2 separate regions of the Capra hircus genome follow, and region 2 is linked to region 1. Evidence: chromatin contacts called from public Hi-C data. All regions are on one chromosome and are shown on one strand. The core of a region is the stretch at or near the end of the contact, and the rest is flanking DNA. Distances in the headings are between cores, read along the strand shown. Region 1 holds the start of TRNAC-GCA (a tRNA gene). Region 2 overlaps PPM1B (protein phosphatase 1B).

What was found. Hi-C and Micro-C count contacts between places; a contact is called where the count stands out from the background.
Region 2: a Hi-C map of blood shows a contact between it and region 1, with 4 times the contacts expected there. The contact joins two enhancer-like sites. A contact is called at or near these places in 2 of 5 Hi-C or Micro-C datasets (both in blood).

What each region holds. Positions count from the first base shown.
Region 1 is chr11:26,129,612-26,136,805 of ARS1.2, forward strand. TRNAC-GCA (a tRNA gene) reads left to right here and starts at 286; the gene lies at 286-357. Within about 2 kb of position 3,895, at least 2 of the 5 cell types and tissues checked have an H3K27ac peak or open chromatin away from gene starts, as enhancers often do.
Region 2 is chr11:26,282,522-26,289,715 of ARS1.2, forward strand. The region is part of intron 2 of PPM1B (protein phosphatase 1B); the gene reads left to right. Among named protein-coding and RNA genes, the nearest start is that of SLC3A1, 54 kb to the right of the region's middle. Within about 2 kb of position 4,415, at least 1 of the 5 cell types and tissues checked has an H3K27ac peak or open chromatin away from gene starts, as enhancers often do.

The DNA.
Region 1 (7,194 bases), core at 2,645-5,144:
AAAGTGGAGGGGGCTGCATTTTAGAAGTAACCTCAGAGGAAGAACAAAAACATTTCATCTGAGAGAAGGATGCTATCATGACACCCAGTGGAACGGGCATTTTGGAAGTGAGGAGCTCTGCCTAAATCCTCTTAAGGCTACAACTTGTAAGTAGCTGCTTGCTTTTAGACTCAGGGAACAATTTACTTTATTCCTGGTTTTCATAAGAATCGGATGAGCCAACTTTTGCCTCATAAGGACACAGAACAGTGTGAGACTAGAAGCCAGTAAGCATGCAGGAGGGCTTCCCTGATGGCTCAGAGGTTAGAGCGTCTGCCTGCAATGCAGGAGACCTGGGTTCGATCCCTGGGTTGGGAAGATCCCCTGGAGAAGGAAATGGCAACCCACTCCAGTATTCTTGCCTGGAGAATCCCATGGATGGAGGAGCCTGGAGGGGCTACAGTCCACGGGGTGGCAGAGTCGGACACGACTGAGCGACTTCACTTTCACTTTCAAGCAGGCAGGAGCAGTTTAAATAGACTTAAGTGGGGTGGCCTGTGTGACAGGGTCTTGAAGACAGCACATAATGGACATTAAATAAATACCTGCTGAACTTGCTGGCAGCATTTCTGCTAACCATATGCAGATGCTCATCCTTCCTGAGTGCCAGGCACAGGGTGCAGTGAGAGGGGCAAAGAAGTGCAGGACTGGGGAGCTCATGGTCCAGCCCAGCAGCTCAGGCATCTCCACTGCCAGTGCTCACGACAGATAGTGTAAATGCACATGGCGGCGCACAGTGGATGGTGAGACAAGAAGAGCTTTTGGAGCTCTCTTCTGGACAGTTTCCTGGAGGAGATAGGACTCAAGGAGGACCAGAGAGTATTACCCAGGTAGAGACGATCGGAGCCAAGGATGGGAAGGTGGGACGTGTTTTGCTAAGAGCTGAGAGGCCTGGGGGGAGGATGGGAGAGGGAATGGGACCACAGTAAGCAAAGGCCTGAGCAGAAAATGCAGCCCCAGCCAACCATGGTTCTGCAGTCAGCTAGACTGGAGGTGGAACCCAAGTGTCATCTCCTATAAGCTGAATGAATCTAGATAAATTACTTACCTTCTGTGAGTCTCAGTTTTCCTCATCTTTACACTAATAAGAACTCAACTAACATGAAGAGCAACATGGCATAATCCCTCAGCTGCAGAGCCTAAGAGCAAGGATTTAGGGGGTCAGATAGAACTGGTTTTAAAGGACTGGAAAAAAAAATAACCAACCAGCTAGCAAGGGCTGAATGTGAATGCAGATGTATGGTGTGGCAGGAAGTGTTGAGTGAAAGGAGTGGAGAAAAAGGGGGTGACATCAAGATTCCTTAAGTTCTATTGACCTGGAGGTGGTGAGACTTCCATACTGGTTTCTAGTGGAAAGTTTTGCTGTGGATCAAAGTCCAAAGAGCAAAAGTGTATGATATTTTCCATCACAGGCAGATCAAGGCTATGGAGGTTTAGCTGTCATTTTGTTTTTCCTCCTGAGGCAAGTAAATTTGAAAGCAGAAGCATATTCTCCACCCCCACATCCTCCCCCACTCCCACCCCTCCCCCACAGCTCCAGAGTTGCACCAGGTCTTGCTAGGTTAGAGGAGGGGTCTTTCTCACAGGAAATGGAACACAGGGCAACCAGGGCCCCAGCCTCTGCCTTCCTCTGCCCTGCCTGGCTCTGAACTCTACCCATTGTGGCTGCCTTTAATTCCTTAGCTGCCATTTCTACCTCATATCTAGAAAAGATCCCTTTCATTAACATATTTGTTTACGTTTGTTTTTTTTACACTAAATCGTCGAGTGCCTTTTAATGTGTTTGGAGCTGCATCAAGTTTTCACACTCTGCTAGGAAAGGCAGACACATACAGGTAACATTTATTGCAAGTGATAATTACTTTCATAGGGGAATGAGCAGGTACTATAGTTGCTTAGAGGTGAGGATGTAATTTACACTCCAAAGTGCAGTGCCACCGCCCATTGACTCTCTCTGTCCCCAGTCCCTAGCTGGAGGGCAGTTCAGTTCAGTTCAGTTCAGTTTAGTCGCTCAGTCGTGTCTGACTCTCTGCGGACATGAACTGCATTGCATGAACTCCCGCATGAACTCCCCCATGAACTGCAGCACTCCAGGCCTCCCTGTCCATCACCAACTCCCAGAGTCCACCCAAACCCATGTCCATAGAGTCGGTGATGCTATCCAACCATCTCATCCTCTGTCGTCCCCTTCTCCTCCTGCCCTCAATCTTTCCTAGCATCAGGGTCTTTTCCAATGAGTCAGCTCTTCCCATCAGGTGACCAAAGCATTGGAGTTTCAGCTTCAACATCAGTCCTTCCAATGAATACCCTGGATTGATCTCCTTTAGGATGGACTTGTTGGATCTCGAGCCACAGTCAATATGGAGAGAACACACCCTCCAAGGGGACCTGGGTATACGGACACCCTTGGGCTCAGTGACCAAGCCTGGGCTGAATGTTTCTATCAGTTGTTTATCTGAAAATCTTGGCTGCATGTCTTCTGTGTACATAGCTGCATACTTGATGTTTTCTTGTTACGAGCATGAGATGTGGACTGTCTCCAAGGACTTTACAGTCTAACTGGAGAGTTTAAAAACTAAGATAGCAAATGGATGTAACAGGGAAGAGATTTTTTTCTCCTTACCCTTTGTTTTTGGATCCGGGTGCCTAGCAGGGTGAGATAACAGTATAAGAGAGACACTTTTTAAGCCTTTATCTAAGTTGGCCCATACAGAGTTCACTAACCATGTGTGCCTACTAGGCATTTGAAATGTTGCTAGTATGCCTGAAAAACTAAATTTTTAATGTAGATCAATTAAAAAAATATTTATATATTTGGCTGTGCTGAGTCTTAGTTGTGGCACGTGGGATCTAGTTTTCTGACCAGTGATCAAACCCTGGCCCCCTGCATTGAGAGCACGGAGTCTTAGCCACTAGACCACCAGGGAAGTTCCAAGTGTTGTTTAATTTTAGTTAATAATCTATATTGCTCCATATGGCCTGTGGCTAGCATTTGGATGGCCCTGCTCTAGCATGAAGGGTAGATAGCCTAACAAGAAGTAAGACCCTGGAGATGAGCACAAAGAGATAAAAGGACTCATGGGCTGTTTGAGAAGGAAGAAGACGTGGACAGTCCAAAGGTGAAAAAGTTTCCTCTGCCAATCACGAGGAAGCAGACATTTAGAAAAGCGCTAATACCAGTGCAAAAAAACTAAGTGGTAGGCCACACAGGTATGAGTTCACTTACATGAAATATTCAGAATGGCTAAATTCATAGAGGCAAAAAGTCAGTGAGTGGTTGTCAGTGGCTGGATTCAGATTTTCATAGATTCCTCATTGGTTGGTGAGTCTTTGCTGCTGTCCCTCTACAGAGACGGAGACTTGATTGTATTCCACCCTCAGAGGTAAAACATGTTCCCAGCTTTGGGAGAACGAGGACCCATGGCTTCAGGCTGCCCCTAAAGACTCTTCTCATTCTGGGCCTACACTAAGCCTTCCCTGGGGGGCTGAGGACCTTTTTTCCTTCAGGGCCTTAAGACAAGTTGAAAGAGCGTGGAGGAGGAGAGAGATCTTTCTGGAAATCAGATTTCCTTTCTATACAGCAACTTCTGGCAGGCCTAGGAGAGCAGAACATCTCAAAACTCACCTGCAGAAAGGGAAGGAAGAAAAGTCCATTTACACTGGGAAAAATACCACACTTACCACTGACCGGAAAAGCTCTGTCTAAGTTAGGAGTGTAAAATTAGACCCTTTGGCTTGACCATTGACTGAAATTGCTGTAGGCTGATCTCTTAGTAAAGACACACACACACACACACAGACGCGCCTTCTGACCCTGTCCTCCCCCTTCCATCTAGGGGAGGAGATGATTGCATCATGGTTCTCCCTGGCGCGCACAGCACACCAAGTGTTCGTCTATATTTAGCTAGCATGGAGTCACTGAAACCCTGTGCCCGCTAAATGCAACTGCTGCCTTGTTATTTGTTGCTCACATGGCTTCTATCCTGACTGCTCCACATAGTTTTCATCCTGAGATGAATTTAAAAGGACCGAACAACTTCTTGTGGCTGGGAAAACTGCTCGGGGAGTAAGAACTGAAATCCCAAGTCAGTGAGCCCCCCTGGAAGGGACCCTGAGATGAACACTTGATATCTCCTGTGAGCCAGGGAGACCTCAGTTATCCTCATTCTTGAATGCAGGGTGGGGAGGGGGGATAGTTTGCAGTTCTACTTAACTGGTAAAAGCAGCTGCTTGGATCACTGGCTCCCAGTAATGGTCCCAACTCCACTTTCCTAGCAGTCAGGAACGCGACAGTGAACATGGAGCAGCAGAGCTGATATTACAAGTGGATGAGGGATAGGGGCTGCCCACAGGGCGTGAGTCCAGAGCTTCAGCCTGCTGTTGGCTATTGCCTCAGTCTTATGCTTGGGGCCTCCGTCCTCTGGCTTAAGGCTCTGAACTCGGTGTGTGCGTGTGTGAGAGAGAGCCCCACTTTTCAAATTTTTGTTTCCTACACTTTTCCCTCACTTTGGATGACAAAGATGCCTATCAGGTAACCCAGTTTTGTTTTAACAAATGTAATAGCTTCAGGGGAGCAGGCAAAGAAATAAGGCAAATATTATTGAAAATATTTCTAAAGTAGATACGGTTTCATAGAAGTATTTTTCAGAGCAAAGTAAGATATTCCTGAGGCTAGGGATTCTGTACAAAATTTAGAAACCAGTTGTCACTTCTTTATACTCTCAGACATTACTGTGCTCTTGTTTCATCAATTAGGACTTTTGTTTTTCTCCTAAAACTTGATATTTTTATGATGAAAAATACATAAGATGACATTCAAAAAATTTCAAAAAGCACTCTCTGAAAGTAATGTTTTGTTTTGTTTGTTTGTTTTGGCTGTGCTGTGCAGCTTTCGGGATCTCGGTTCCTCCAACCAGGAATTGAACCCGCACCCTTGGCAGTGAGAATGCAGAGCCCTAGCCGCTGGATCCCCAGGGGATTCCCTGAAAGTGCTGTTTGTATACCACAGATTTGATTAAAAGTGAGTAAATATTCCAGAAAAGCATCAACAGAACTCTATATTATGTATTAACTATATAAACATAGATTTCAGTAAGTTTAAAATATTTATTCATTCATTCAACTAATATTTATTGAGTACCAGTATGAATAAAAGTAGCATACATTCATCTGTGTCATCACTTTATGTCTTTCATTAGTAATTATAATTTTTGTAGTTTTAGTAGCACATATGTTTCCAGCCCTGGAGGAGGGCATGGCAACCCACTCCAGTATTCTTGCCTGGAGAAGTTCATGGACAGAGGAGCCTGGAGGGTGCAATCCAGTGGGTCACAAAGAGTTGGACATGACTGAAGTGATTTAGCATGCACGCACACATGTTTCCAGCATCCTACTTCCTCATTTGCAATAGAGATTTGGTAAACTTACTAAAAATTTATCCTTGGACAACACCCAAAAGAAAATGAAGCCAACCGTATAAGCTGAACTCACCTCATATGGCAATTGGAAGTGGCCTCAGCTATTAATGGCACTTAATTATATTCCAATGGATTGGGATGAAGAGATTCCAGACAATTACCAACACCTTTTTCTCTGTCACGAAAGAAGTATGCAGACAAGATCAGGTGCACTCATTTCTGTGGGGATATCAAATCAACTTAGATTTATTAGAAAACAAAGAGGCCAGGACAGGGAAGTCTGGTGTGCTGCAACTCATGGGGTCTCAGCAAATGCAACTTAACAACTGAACAACAAAAAGGGTCTCAGGGGCTTCCCCGGTGGCTCAGTGGTAAAGAATTCGCCTGCCAAGTAGGAGACGTGGGTTTGCTCCCTGGGTCGAGATGATCCCCTGGAGAAGAAACTGGCAACTCGCTCCAGCATTCTTGCCTGGGAAATCCCATGGTCAGAGGAGTCTGGCAAGCTACAGTCCACGGGGGGTTGTAAAAGAGTCAACACAAAAAGTGTCTCAAACGTAAGCACTCTTTTATTGGTCACAAGTTAATTTCCACATGTCTCACACTCTAGTGAGAATAGCTGTGTTGGCTAGCAGCCAGTCATCAACACTTCAGTGTGAATGAAAACCTGAGAGGCAAATCTGAGAGAGAAAGTGAGGTAGAGAGAAAGCAAGAACAGTGGTACTTGGGGTGGGGAGGAGGCACCCTGGGAAGAAAGTGTCTCAAACTTTCTAATTTTGCACATAAACCTTGATCCCTGGGATAACCTCCACAGGTCCTAGTCCTCAGTTCAGTTCAGTTCAGTTCAGTCGCTCAGTTGTGTCCGACTCTTTGTGACCCCATGAATCGCAGCACACCAGGCCTCCCTGTCCATCACCAACTCCCGGAGTTCACTCAGACTCAAGTCCATCGAGTCAGTGATGCCATCCAGCCATCTCATCCTCTGTCGTCCCCTTCTCCTCCTGCCCTCAATCCCTCCCAGCATCAGAGTCTTTTCCAATGAGTCAACTCTTCACATGAGGTGGCCAAAGTACTGGAGTTTCAGCTTCAGCATCATTCCTTCCAAAGAACACCCAGGGCTGATCTCCTTCAGAATGGACTGGTTGGATCTCCTTGCAGTCCAAGGAACTCTCAAGAGTATTCTCCAACACCAAGTTCAAAAGCATCAATTCTTTGGCACTCAGACTTCTTCACAGTCCAACTCTCACATCCATACATGACCACTGGAAAAACCATAGCCTTGACTAGATGGACCTTAGTCGGCAAAGTAATGCCTCTGCTTTTGAATACTTTCTCCTAAATCTTAGAACCTGAGTTCCTTGCAATTGTAATTCCTATTTTACTTCTCCTAATTGCTATGATCGCCACTAGTAATAATGATAGAAAAGGGAAGTCTGCTACTTTGAGAGTTTTTATATGTTGATAGTCATTAAAGTGACCATTTGTGCTTAAGGTTTTAAATGCCTTAAGATGGCTACAGTGAGGTCAGAGTAAATATTTTTGCTATAGTTTTAAATATAAATAAATAAAAATAATAATTCTACTAGTTCAAGGGTTAAAATTTGCCATAGAAAAATTAACAATAGCTTTTAATTAGTACATAACCAATAGCTTTTATAAATTTATACAGTATACTTGAAATTTTGTTTAAATTGTATAAAGATTATATATTTCAAATCTGTGTGAAAAGGATAGATTATTC
Region 2 (7,194 bases), core at 3,165-5,664, 150 kb after region 1:
GAGAGGAGAATCCCAACTAACAGGTAGTTAGCAACTTCCTTTAATGTCTTTAAAATATTCAGTAATTTCAAGTGGGCTTTTGACAGCATCTATATAGCAGTCAATTAAAATTTGAGTTATCTGACCAGAACCTAAAATATGTAAGTATTCTGTGACTCTGATTGAAGAAGATTTCAGGACAAAACTAACCTTTGGTTATGTGATGTCAAGATTTTGACTGACTGACTCTGTCTAGATAAGAGCCACTCTATTTCCTCACCATGTAAGTTGCTGTGAAAGATACAAGCATAGCCAGGAAGTTTCTCTAAAGGTCCCTGGGTCTATGGAAACACTCAGGTTTTGTTGAAGTATCTATTACTTTTCCATAGGATGGGAAGAGACACCTTCAAAAAGAGAAAATAAAAGGGCTGGTGTTTCCAGCTTTTTTCTTGATGGTATCTCTAAGTACTCTGCTGTTCATTCGTTTGTTTGTTTTTAAAGCATGTTCTATCTTTTTTGCTTCTCTGGATGAATTAAGTACAGAAATATTGATAGTTATCAGTGATCAAGTAGTAAGTTGTTCTAAAATTGTCTATCTCCTTGGACTCTATATGGAGAAATTGTGACGTACGGCTTTTTGAGACAAAAGCAAGCATGTTTTTTTTCCGCCTAACTGGGAACTGAAAACAGTGTTTTCCCCAATTATTTAAAACAAAAAGTTTGTTTATTGAAAACAAGGCCAGACAATATAGGATGTACATGTATATTTTAAGGTGATACAGAATATGTAAAGGAACACTTGAAAATTTTGCCACTGACCTAAGTGGGCTGTTGTCTTAATTGTGGTATTTATTTTTTTCATCTTTTTTGCCTGCCTTGAATGTGTATATTTTTATAAAAAGGAATTCATTATACTTGTTATTCTGCAGTCTGCTTTTTAATTCAACAGTATATTGTAGAGAGATCTCCATGTCTGTATCTATCGATCAAAATCATTTTTCATGGTTGTGTAGCAGAATGATACGTAGTTTTGAGGGGATAGCCAGAAATCTATTATGTCTATAATTTAGAGTAAGGAGAGAAGTTTGTATTCTGGAAAAACAGCACAGTCTCTTTCCTATAAAGGATATTAGTTTTCAGGAATTTGGACCCAACCATTTTGAATGGGGTTTAAATGATTCTGGTGGTGTATCTTCCTCTGATGGTTTTTATTGGTTTAAAGTGATTAAATATTTCTGTTGATGGTGTTAAACGATTCTAGGCAGAATCTCAGAATCTTAGAAATGACAAATAATAGTGAAGAGGGACAAGGGGTTGGAACGCCACATCTCTGTATTGAATTTAGTTGAATGAAGTTGACCATCTAGTGCCTTTGAATGAAGTTACATTTATATTGAAATCAATTTTGAGATGCCTAGCTAGCTCTTTTGTGTTGAAACGGAATAGAGGTGAATTTTTTGAATCACCACGTGCGACTTATGGAATTAAAGCTCTTACCCATTCCTGTTTTTCTGACTCCATAATACTGTCCTTCCACTACTTTATATTGTAAAGCCACCAGTTAGCAATATTTAAAACACTAGGATTAAAATAGAACCTGTGATTGCTTTCAATTTAGTCTGAAAGATTGAATCTAAATTTTAAAATCCGTGGAAGGTGTGTTGGCCAGTGCTTGCCCTGAGCAAATTGCTCAGTAGGTATTAGCTGATTTTTTGTGTGTGGGTGGTGGAATAAATTTTAAAACATTTTTTAAAATTAATTTTTTATTGGAGTATAGTTGATTTACAGTATTGTGTTAGTTTCTGTTGTACAACAAAGTGAATCTAGTTACCTGTTTTATATATAGTAGTGTGTATATAGAGAAGGCAATAGCACCCTACTCCAGTACTCTTGCCTGGAGAATCCCATGGACGGAGGAGCCTGCTGCGCTGCAGTCCGTGGGGTCGCGAAGAGTCAGACATGACTGAGCGACTTCACTTTCACTTTTCACTTTCATGCATTGGAGAAGGAAATGGCAACCCACTCCAGTGTTCTTGCCTGGAGAATTCCAGGGATAGGGGAGCCCGGTGGGCTTCTGTCTCTGGGGTTGCGCAGAGTTGGACACGACTGAAGTGACTTAGTAGCAGCAGCAGCAGCAGTGTGTACATGTCAATCCCAGTCTCCCAGTTTATCCCTCCCCCCTTCCCTTAACAAGCTCTAAGTTTGTTTTCTACATCTGTGGCTCAATTTCTGTTTTGTGAATAGATTCATTTGTACTTTTTTTTTTTTTTTAGATTCCACATGTAAGCAATCATTGATATGTCTTTCTGTCTGACTGACTTCACTTAGTATGAAATAAGTATACTCTAGGTCCAGATGTTAGCTGCTTTAGGAGAAAGTGTGAATGGAGTAGGTTGAATTTTTAACTAGATGTGCTTTTAAGATTTTTTTTTTTCTGATGATAGATTTAAGTTAAGTGTTGGGAATTTCTTGATGATCCACTGGTTATAACTTGGTATTTTCATTGCCGGGGCCTGGGTTTGATTCCTGGTCAGGGAACTTAAGATCCTGCAAGCCTTGGGGCTCAGCTAACACTTTTAACATTTGTCATTCCCTAATAGTTTACAAGGATTTTTATATGTTAACTCACGAAATGTTGGGATATTATGATAGCCATCATAATCACAATAGTATCAATAAATTGCTTTTTATGAGCCAGATGCTAGTTTAAGCACTTTTTACACATTTTAATTTATTTAATTTTCACAACAACCGTAACAGGTAGCTAGAATTATTGTTGTTATTGATGGTCATTTATCAGAATTGCTATTCAGCAGTATGAAGCTATAAGAGTTGGATGATTCTGGTCAGGTATTACCTATTCAGATAATTAACTCTAGGGGGAAATGGTCCCTAAGGAAGCAGCTTTTCCATTTTATTGCCAGTGCTAGTAGCACTTCTGGTATTTATGCTAATTTCCAGGTGCATAGAATGAAAGTGAAAGTGTCAGTCATTCAGTTGTGTCTGACTCTTTGTGACACGTGGACTGTGGCCCACCAGGCTCCTCTGTCTATGGGATTCTCCAGGTAAAGAATACTGGAGTGGGTTGCCATTCTCTTTTCCAGGGAATCTTCCCAACCCAGGGATCAAACCCAGGTCTCCTACATTGCAGGCAGATTGTTTACTGTCTGAGGCACCAGGGAAGCCCGTGGAGTAGGATATGTAATAGCTGTTTGCATGGCCTTTAAGAAATTTATAGATCACATTCATTTTATTTATCCTCATAGTGACCTTCTGAGGGGAACAAAGTAAAAATTTTTATTTCCAATTTGTAAGTAAGGAAATGGAGGTTTGTCATAAAAGACTTTTTTAAAAAAGAGAAGCTGTAAGTCAGATATTTGAGTTTTGAAGCAGAGTCTAGAATTTAAGCTTTCTGAGTTAAGTTTTGCATGTATGTTACCAAAGTTTCCCACTAGATTTGATGAAAACAATATTTCCAAGGGAAACTTTTAAGACCTTCCTTTCCTTTTTTCAGTAATTACAAAATTAAAAAAAATTTAAACAAAATGATATTTGAAGTGAAGTTATTAATCTTTATGTCTCTTCGTCAGTCTCATTCCGTTTAGGTAGCCGCTGTTTACAGTTTGCTGTATACTCTTCCAAATAATTCTCTGTGTATTCATAAAAATAGAAGTATAAAAAGTAGGATCATGTATACATGTTACTTTGCTAGCTCTTTGTTTTTCTTAATCATAAAAGTCAATATTCAAGTTTTTAAAAAATATAATTTTATTTCCTTTAATCAATCTATATACCACCTATTAGAAGCTTATTTATTTTAAAGCATGAGATATAATGCCTGATAATTGGGTTATGTTGAGGGGAAATTAATAACATTTTCCAAAGGCAATATCAATCTAAATTGCTGATGAAACGTGGAAAAATGTACTGCTGTACCCCTTAGAATAGTTGTTTAACCCTAAACTCAGGAGCTTTTTGATTACAGTTTTCAGAAAATATAATCATAAATAATGCAAAAATAGACATAGATAGTATTAGAGTGGAGTGTGGCTGGGTTTTTTGAAGTATGGAAGATAAGGATGTAAAAATACAGTATATGTAATGTAGAAATTCCGAAACTTTGTTGATGTCTGAATATCTCAGTAAGTTTTTTTGTAGTGCTACTTAACCATATTAATATCTAACAGTATAAGTATTAAGTGGTTAGATCCAAACTTAAATGAGTGTACAAGTAATATTTAACAAAATAATACACATACATGGAAAAAACATTTATTCCATTCTTTTAAAAACGATAGTTGCATAATATGATACATGGGCACCTGTTGGACATGGCACAACTTCTCAAGCCTTGGAATCATTGGATAGTGCCACCCTTGGAGGACTTGACTTTAATCACAGTAACTCCTAGAACCTCCGCTTTGGGAAAAGAGAATGTCATTGAGAGGACTATAGCGCTATCTAATGTTAAAAGTGTGAACTACCTCGAACTAGTTTGGAGTGTTCACAGATACTGAATATTGCTGTGTCCTTCCCTGCCTCATTTAGAATATCTCTGAGGACATTTGGCATCCTGGGGCTTTTTGGTACCCTGTTTAGAACCACAGTTTCAGTATTAGAACATAGGCTCTTTGGAAACAGACAGCTTGGTTTTGAGTTGTGCTCTGCTGCTTGGTGCAAAGCATGGGTTTCTTCATTTTATAAAATAGAGATAGTAATATCTTCTTCATGGAGTTGCTGAGACTATAGCTTTTGGCAAGTGCATGAACAGTATCTGGTTTACAGTCCTCAGTAAATTTTAGTTCTATTGATGACAGTTATGAAACGAAGAGGTAAATTTGTGCAAAGGGAAATACAGTTTCAAGAGAAGGGAATGGTGGGAGAATTGAGTGTTTCAGAAAGGAAGTAATGATAGCCTTCATCTTTCATGGGTAAGTGGAAATTTGGGCTATTCCTTAAAATTGGCTGTTTTGAACGCTGTGTAAATGTAATAACTACAGTGAGTGGCAGATTTTAAAAAATTGATTTGAAGAATTACAACTTTGTAGTGTAAGATTCTGTTCACAGCCCATTTCATATGCTGTGTTCAGGACTTGATCCAGAAGGCTTCAGAAGCATGCAACATTCAGCTTTAAAACTAACAGCATCAGATTATTTTCTGATTAATTGTAGATAATCTTACTTACGGCAGGGCCACTGGTTAGTTTGATCTGTTGTTGTTCAGTCGCTTAGTCATGTCTGTTCTTTGCAGCTCTGTGAACTGCAGCACGCCAAGCTTTTGACCCATAACTATCTATTATCTTTCTGATTTCTTTAAGTGCTGCTGCTGTGCTGTTGTCAAAATTAAAAAATGAAAAGATGCTGAAGTCATCAGTTTTTAAACATCTGGCTGATTGCTTTAATTGTTCAAGTTGATTTTTGCATATTTCATTTGTGGACTTTACAAAAAAATATATACTGAATATGCAAGGATGATTTATCTCTAGAAAACTAAAGAGTCATAAAGGGAACACTCTTTTTCAATTGCTATATAAATTGTTATAAATTAATATGTAAAAATTAATGAAATACACCCATACTTTGTATTTAGGGGAAGATCATCTTTATGTACGGAGAAGGCAATGGCACCCCACTCCAGTACTCTTGCCTGAAAAATTCCATGGACGGAGGAGCCTGGCAGGCTGCAGTCCATGGGGTCGCGAAGAGTCGGACACGCCTGAGCGACTTCACTTTCATTTTTCACTTTCATACATTGGAGGAAGAAATGGCAACCCACTCCAGTGTTCTTGCCTGGAGAATCCCAGGGACGGGGGAGCCTGGTGGGCTGCTGTCTGTGGGGTCACACAGAGTCGGACACGGCTGAAGCGACTTCGCATCAGCAGTAGCGTCTTTATGTAGAAATAGAATTACCATCGTTGAAATCACACATGCTGAGATGTTTATGTAAATTATTTTCTTTAAATATCTTCAGGTTCTTAAACTTCTTGAAATTATCTTTTAGTTAATTTTCCAAATAATAGGATGTATGTTTTATAACTTATAAAAATCTAATGGAAATTATATACATATGATAGATTAAGAATGGGTAAACAATGCTCATACTGTTATTAACAAAATAGAGAATAGAAGAAACTGGATTTCTAAAAATGTAAGGTGTTAATTCTGTTTATTCATAAAATTGCTTTAAAAAGTCATTGGTATTCATGTGATGCTTGATTCTTGAATATCTATGGTATAAAGAGTTTTCCTGACCTGAATTTACATGGTAAAACCCGATTCCTATTCCTATGGGATGTATTGCTGTTTGGAATTGTAGGGTGTATATGTGGGATATGTGTATGTATATCTTCATATATATATGTGTGTGTGTGTGTGTGTGTGTGCGCGCGATGATATATATATTCATATAGCCAATGTAGTTGTTGTTGTTGTTTTTTTTGCCACACCACATGGCATGTGGATCTTAGTTTTCCAACCAGGGATCGAATCCGTATCCCCTGCATTGGAAGCACAGAATCTTAACCACTGGACCATCTGGAAGTGCCCGCCAGTGTATACTAGGTCATTATGAAAGTTTTGGTGGGTTTCATTAAGTAATAAAATTCATCTGGGCCAGTTTGGAAATCCTGATTCTTTTTTCCCCCCAGATATTAAGAATTGAATGATATATTCATGATGATTCTTTCTATTAAAGCATAAGAATTTGTACAGAGAATTACTGTTTTCGAAGTCTTCTCAAGACTCAACCTATACTGCCTTCAAACTTTGCTGCATTGAGGTTTAGCAGTTTTTCAAGGCCTGCCTGTGTGTGACTGTGTCATGTGGGTCCCCAGAAGGTGGCAAGTCTTAACCAAAGAGTGCTCACCCAGATTCTGGCCACGATGACTGCAAAGAGCAGCATGGGTGTGTTGTTGGCTCTCTTCACTTGGGTTGGCAAATCCCACCTCCATTGACTTAATGTTTTAGAGAGGTAAATAGAAAAAAAAAGTTAAAAGAAGATCACTATTCTAAGAACAGTTTCATTCGGTTTTAAGAAATTCAGTAAAAGTAATATACCTTTAAGAAACTGTTTTAACTTTATTGCTTATAGTCTTGTGGTAACAGAGTAGTGTATATCCCATGTTTCCTTTTTGATACAGATCTTTTGTGATGGTGTGATTAAAAAGGCAGCGGTAAAATTTGTCCTTCAATTAGTAGTTTTAGCTGCTCTCTCCA